Regions from separate parts of the Mus musculus genome. Here region 2 is linked to region 1. Evidence: chromatin contacts called from public promoter capture Hi-C data. All regions are on one chromosome and are shown on one strand. The core of a region is the stretch at or near the end of the contact, and the rest is flanking DNA. Distances in the headings are between cores, read along the strand shown.

Evidence for each region. Promoter capture Hi-C pulls out the DNA fragments that hold promoters and counts their contacts.
Region 2: a contact with region 1 is called in a promoter capture Hi-C map of hippocampal neurons, with 3 times the contacts expected there. The contact joins the promoter of Slc35b2 here to the promoter of Runx2os3 in region 1. A contact is called at or near these places in 1 of 39 promoter capture datasets (hippocampal neurons) and 1 of 115 datasets of contacts at active chromatin or transcription factors (pancreatic cancer cells).

What each region holds. Positions count from the first base shown.
Region 1 is chr17:44,560,109-44,563,576 of GRCm38.p6, forward strand. It overlaps Runx2os3 (a long non-coding RNA gene), which reads left to right and starts at 1,867. Exons shown (of 2, transcript XR_876810.3): 1 at 1,867-1,998; 2 at 2,444-2,603. It also overlaps a transcript of Runx2 not described here.
Region 2 is chr17:45,562,061-45,565,553 of GRCm38.p6, forward strand. Slc35b2 (solute carrier family 35, member B2) reads left to right here and starts at 1,876. Exons shown (of 4, transcript NM_001357105.1): 1 at 1,876-2,008; 2 at 2,520-2,713; 3 at 2,865-3,019. The coding sequence starts at 1,998. It overlaps Nfkbie (nuclear factor of kappa light polypeptide gene enhancer in B cells inhibitor, epsilon), which reads left to right. Exons shown (of 6, transcript NM_008690.4): 6 at 1-1,109. The coding sequence ends at 7.

The DNA.
Region 1 (3,468 bases), core at 617-3,116:
CAAAGCAAGCGTGCTATACATTCCTGGCTCCGGGCAGATTAAAGCCACATGACAAGATGGCTCGCATTCTGTCAGGCTGTGAGCTTGCACTGACTCACGGACTAAACTGCAGCTCCTCCTGCCATGCGCATCTGCTTCTCTTTGACTAGGATGGCATTCCTGGTAGCTGGGAGAAGGCGAATTTTCCCTCCAGTTTTGGAGATCCCCTGAGATTACCAACAATTATGCAGTAAATCTTGAAGATCTATCTCCCCTCAAACACAGTGTGCTATGGCATATGAGGTTACAAGATGCATAATTAGAGCTCATTCAACTGACAGATTAATGAGGGCGTAGCAAAGGCCAGATAGTAGTAAATTAGGCAGCAACCTCGGGCATTACACGGGCTCCAAACTGTGCATCCTTTGCCGTGTGTTGGCTGTTCTTCGCAGTGTCTGAAATGTCTCTGTTTTATGAAGTGTTTGTTTGAGGAAGCTCAGCGTGGATGCTTTTGTGCTGGCATGCACGAAACTGTCCAACTTCAGAGCCACCTGCATGACACACAGACTCTATCCTCACAGTGATAGGCAAGTTAGAAATATCTTTTATAGCTAGACTTAAAGAGGGGCTGGAGAGATAACTCAGTGGTTAAGAGTACTTGCTGTCTAATCGTGGGGACCAGGGTTCAGATCCCAGCACCCACATAACAAGCCAATCACCTTCAAACATCTATAAGTCCTGCTTCGTGGGAGCTGGTGCCCTCTTCTAGCCTCTACACAAGTAGACATGAGCGCACTTGCACACCTGCACGCACGAATGTGTGTGCATACAAACACTAAACAATTAATTAACAAGCACCTGAATTTTAAAAACTCTTACTGGTATAAACTCTTTTCTCTATAAGTATTTTTTATGAAATGAGGTCTCACTCTATATAACCCAGGCTGACCTAGAACTCACTACACTGTTATCCAACATAGCCTCTATACCCACAGTAATCCATCTGCTTCAGCCCCTCCAACAGTGGAATTACAGGCATGTGTTACTGTGCCCAGCTCCTTGCTGGAAATCAGGTGTTCCCATGGAGAAAACACTTGAAGGATTAACATAGTCTCTCATACGGGAGAGGACAGTTCACCAAAACATATATAACAACATCAAGCAAATCCACTCGGGCTGTGGGGGCTAGACTGATTGATAGATGCAGGTGACGTCACAGGCCTTGATTGACTGATAGATGCAGGTGACGTCACAGGCCTTGATTGGCATAGCCTCAGCTTCTGTACACAACATTTCCCGGAACTCACTAGCCAGAGAGCAGATTTCCAGTATCCCTTTCCTACCTTCCCTTTACAAGTACAATTCTCAGAGTTCTTCTCTTTAATTTCCCCTCTCTTCTGGTTTCTACACCTCTCTTTAAAAATTACACACACACACACACACACACACATATGGTTAAATAAATATATTTAAATGTGTTTATACATGTGTATCTGTGTGTGGGTATATGCATGAATGCAGGTACCCATGATATCCAGAAGAGGATGTCAGACTCCAGGATACAAGAGATGCAGGCAGCTGTGGGCAACCTGACACGTTTCCTGGGAACTCCAGGTCTCTATAGGAGCAGTATGTGCTCTTGATCCCTGAGCCATTTTTCGAGACCCGGCTTCCTGCAACTTTGAGAGTATCTTTCAATCCCAGGTCTTTCTTCGGGCACCAGCTTTCTCCTTGCCTTTGTCTCTAGCCATCCTCCAAATCTCTCAATGAGCTGTTTGCGGACACCCTAAAAGAATACCTGTGCAACTTTAAGATGACATCTCAGTTTCTTCACAGTGAATTTCGATGTCACAGAGGACCTGCCGCCTGGCATTCTGTTTGCGAAGATTCCATTGTTCAATTATGGGAAATGTCTGCTGAATAACCTAGACAGCATAGCAGTGATGCTGTCAATCCCATTAGCCAAGCCAGGCTCCCTCTCCTCAGAGATACTGGAGCTTCATCTTTCTACTCAGATAAGTGAGATGCTGTGTTCCCAGGGGGGACTTGTTTCAGAATTGTTATTCCTCACAGGCAGATGGGATGAGTAGGCTGCTGGCTGATTTTTAGCCACACATATGCACATACATGCATTCATTGGGGGGGTCTCTGTGTCAAGGAAAAGACAGGACACTCTGCTCCTTTCCCTAGAGCTCATAGCTTTCTTCCCCCTGAAACTCACCCTTGGAAGAATTGCCTCTCGAAAGATCCCACAGATGAGACTTGGGAGATATGCAGATCCCACAGCGATGCCCTACAGTGAGCTGGAGATAAACTGAAGGGTGCCTTTAAGGGCCCCAAGGGAAGGACTTTGAGAAGGGAAGAAGGGATGGGAGGTGCAGAGGTGTGTTCCAAGGCTGTTGGGCTCAGAAGGGTCTGCCAGAAAGCTAAAGATCTAAGTCAAGACCTATGGTATCTCCTGCAGGAATCTCCAGGCACCTTGGGAGGATGGACAGTCTGGGCTCATTTGATGAAGAGTCTGCTGCAAGCTCATGGGGACTTGACTTCTGATCCCCAGAAGTCATGTAAAAGCCATGCATGGTGACACGCATCAGGAGCCTCTGATCTAGGAATGCAGAGCTAGGCAGGTCCCTAGGGCTCATTGGCCACCCAGCCACACAAAATAAGTCCCCATTTCAATGAGAGGCACCATCTCAAGAATAAAAATGAGGGGCAGAGCAGTTGAGAATGGCTCCCAAAGTCAACCTCTAGCCTATAACACTAACACACACACACACACACACACACACACACACACACACACACACACCCCACAGAGAGAGGGGTGGTATGTGTACCTCATGACACAAGACAGGATTTATTCTGGAGCAAACAGAGAACAAAGAAGTACCTGCTGTGCCCCACAGGATTTGGGGTCCTTCCTTGGGGTTATATCACAGGGACCATCTTGAAGGCGCACTGCCATCAAATGATGGACAGGCTCCTTCCTAAAGACTTCTATCCAACAGCTTTGTGTCACAGCAAAGCCAAGGTTTATGCAGAAAGCAACTAGTAGCTTGGTTAGAAAAGCCTCGCCTATGCTCTTTTCAGACACTTAGGCCATCTAAATTCCAGGACCCAAGTACAATAAAAATAGCAGAGGTGGGAGCCGTGCCTATGGGAAGAGATCATATCCTAAACTCATCATTAAATTGCCGGGCAGAGTGGGTGATGAAAAGCACCAGAAAATACGATGCTTTGGTGAATTGGGGTCTCATTACTGTTTAATTGCGTCTCCTGTGAAACATTTAGATCTATGGGCAGCCATGGTGGGTGAGAACTCTCCTCTAGCGGCCCCTAAATGACTTCACCTTCACTTTCATTTTGGTAGTGGAGGGAAGCCAGGACATTTGCTAAAATATTTGAATGACGGGGGGTGTGTTTTAAAGCCTGTAAGTGTGAGGCCAGTCACCACAGAGAAAAGAACTTTCTAGAAAGTTAGCACATGTG
Region 2 (3,493 bases), core at 626-3,125, 1.0 Mb after region 1:
TGACTGAAGCTCGGATGGGTCCCCACCGCTTCCCACCTGGAAGCTGGATCCGCAGCTGCTGCAGTTGGGACCCAAGCAATGTCGCCCCTCTGCTGATGCTGGTCCTGGGGCTAGCATAGTCCTAAAATGAGATGAAGGATTGCAGACGAGGAAGAGCCGATCTGGAAGGAAGGACTTCCCAAGTGGCCTGGATGGAGATTCTTGAAAGACCCTCGAAGCCACTGGTATCCTGAAGGAAGCCTCCTTGCTTCTGTTGAAGATGGCATGGGCTGAAATTGCCAGCTACCTGGAAAATGGGGATGAGCAAACTGACCCGAGGGGTCTCACCTAAAATACCTTTGTGAGTGTGTTTGGCACTGGGGTGTGAACCTAGAGCCTCCCCAGCGGTAGGCAAGCTTACTATCATGGAGCTGTGTCCCCGGCCCTCTTTTCATTTTTTATGTTGTGATGGGATCTCAATGAGTTGCCAGAGATGGCCTGGAACTCACTCTATAGCCCAGGCAGTCATCTTTGAACTGGGAACTTCCTGTCTCAGCCTCCTGAGTAGCTGGGATTATAGGTCTGGTGGCAGCGGGCCACCGCAAAGTTATCTAAAGACTTCAAACATAAGGCTCCCAACTGAACCTTTGCAGTTATTCTAATATGACACTAAAATGGAAGAGAGGGGCTTTAAAAAAAACAACAACAACAACGTTTCCCTTCTACAGTTGTATGCATAGGCAGGCCTGACTCTCGGGTAAAGGCAGAGAGAAGGAAACAAGCCCTGAGCAAGCACAGGGCCTTGCTGGGTATGGTAGGAGACCTAAGTGGTTCCTGCCACCACAGGCACATCTCCTTCATGTGGAAATGCCCAGGGCTGGAGAGTGAGGAGGAAGAATATGGAGACACACACGTGTCCCTGGAGAAGTTTGAGGACATTGATCACAAGAGAGTTGCAACTTTCCTCCCCCACCCAACCCCCTTAGACTCCACACACTGAGGGCCCTGCTAGGTCATGCACGAAGAAGGAGAAGAAATAAATCAACATACTTTCCGATGCTTAGCGCTTATAAGCACTAAGCAAATGCATCCTGTGAGTGAGACAGATATTAAAGGCATAAACAACTAAATATGTGGTTATACGTTGCAATGGGTGACTGGGAAGGAAGAAAACCGTTAGCAGGAAGGAGGACAATGGAGTGGGCGAAGGATCATCCTCTGGGAAGCTTCAAGCAGGTGTCGTTGAAATTGCGATTTAGGATGAGCAAGGGGAAAGACAGCATTGGGGAAGGCCTCCGATGAATTAAAGGAACTGAAAACAGGCCAACAGGACTCTACAAGGTTGGGCAAGTGGGCGAGGAGGACGCACCAGGTCATACAGAGCCTAGAAGGTCACAATCACAGGTACTAAGGGGATGATTACTGATGCAGCCAAAAAAGGAAGAGACATCATTGTTTAAAAACTAACGCCGGTTCTGGTGGCGCAGGCCGGTAGGATTTGCTGAAGGAGGCAGAGGCAGGAGGATCTGGAGTTCGAGGCCAGCCTGGGATACAGCGTGAGTTCCAGGACATCCAGGGCTACACAGAGAAACCCTGTCTCGAAAAAAAAAAAAAAAAAACACCAAAACAAAAAACAAAAAAACCGTAATGTAAGAGGAAGTACTGGGTCTCAGATACTCAAAATCCTAGTCCACTAGATGGCAATGGTCATCATCACTCTGTGTGGGTTGGGTTGGGTTGGGTTGATGGCTGTGACCAAGCAAGCTGGGAAAGGGAGGGAGTCCCAACTGGAGTTCCCCAGGGGAACCGGGCTTGGTCTGCCTCCGGGCCGCGTGGGGTCGCTGTGGCCGGAGTGTCGCGAAGGGGGCTGAGGCGGGGAGGAGGCGGGAAGAGCGCAGCACTTCCGCTGGCTGGCTGACTGGCTGGCTGCTGGAGCGGGCGGCAGAGGGAGCGGAGGGAGCGCGCGGCCCGGGGGACTCACATTCCCCGGTCCCCCCTCCGCCCCACGCGGCTGGGCCATGGACGCCAGGTGGGGGGCTCGGGCAGCCATGGCCCACGTGACCGAGACCCCGGGGCCACGTGACCGAGACCCCAGGGCTCCGGAGGCGGGGTGGGGGGTCCTCCAGCCGCAGATCCGCGTGGCACTGTTGGGAGCCCCGTGTGGATGGGCACGCGGCATGTGGCCTACGCTCCTCGCGGGGCTTCGGGGATTGTCGCGCGTAGGGGGATGAGGGACAGTGGCGCTTCGGAGAGGGAAGGGGGTGGGGGTTGCCTGTGGCCTGAGCTGCCCGCGCGCTGAAGGGAACAGAGGCGACCTATGTGGCTGGACAGGCGGGGCCGTCCCCGAGAAGGGAGGAGGTTCTGCCTGGCCTGCGCCGGACCCCCTGAGAGAGAGGGAGAGAGAGGCTCTTTGTCCGTCCCTCTGGGCTGCAGCGGAGGGGGCGGGGAGGCCACTGGGCACTTCCCTGGTACAGTCCCCTCCGGAGGGCAGAGAGGCGGAAGAGCTGCAAACCTAATCGTTGCTTCGGCTGTCCCAGCAGATGGTGGGCAGTAGTGGTACTCGCCACACTCCCTTCCTTGGGAGCAGGTGGAGAGTCACCCGAAGCCCCTCCGCAGTCCTGGACACAGCTGTGGCTCTTCCGCTTCTTGTTGAATGTAGCGGGCTATGCCAGCTTTATGGTACCTGGCTACCTCCTGGTGCAGTACTTAAGACGGAAGAACTACCTGGAGACAGGTAATGTGGCCAGAGGGTGGGGAGATGAGGGAAGTCTGGTTGCAGGTGTTGGCAGAGCGGGACTTGGGCCGGGAGGGAGGCCAGTAAGTCAGACACCGGATCGGGCTGGCTGCTCTGCAGAGGTTGTGGACCTTGACTGTGTCTTCTTCAGGCAGGGGTCTCTGCTTCCCCCTGGTGAAAGCCTGTGTGTTTGGCAATGAGCCCAAGGCTCCTGATGAGGTTCTCCTGGCTCCGCGGACAGAGACAGCGGAATCCACCCCGTCTTGGCAGGTCCTGAAGCTGGTCTTCTGTGCCTCGGGTCTCCAGGTAAGAATACAGGCTCCCCTTCTCTTCCCCAGCTGGGTACAGACAGCCCCTGACTTAAACCAAATTTTCCCTGCCCACCCCAAAGGTTTGTTAGTTTGGGTCTGGTTTGTGTCCCTACAGGACACAGCCCAGTCCTGAAAGTGAACTTCCAGCGCTTCCTTCAACACCTGTATTGAAATGAAAGTTCACTGTACACACGCATGTGTTCATGCGCACGTCCACGCGCGCGCGCGCGCACCCATGCAATGGCTTCTACAGTGTGGAAGAAGGCCTGCCTGAGTTGTATTTTTTTTCCCTATGCCCATATTCTGCTCTGTCTGTATGTTGTATCTGAGTGTGAATTTGAGGAATTGCTGGCTAAACATATCTCCAGAGCTGCTTCCCACATTATTATTTTGAGACAAGGTCTCACTCTGCAGCCCTAATTACTCCAGAACTCACTATATAGACCAGGTTGGTCTCCAGCTTAGAGAT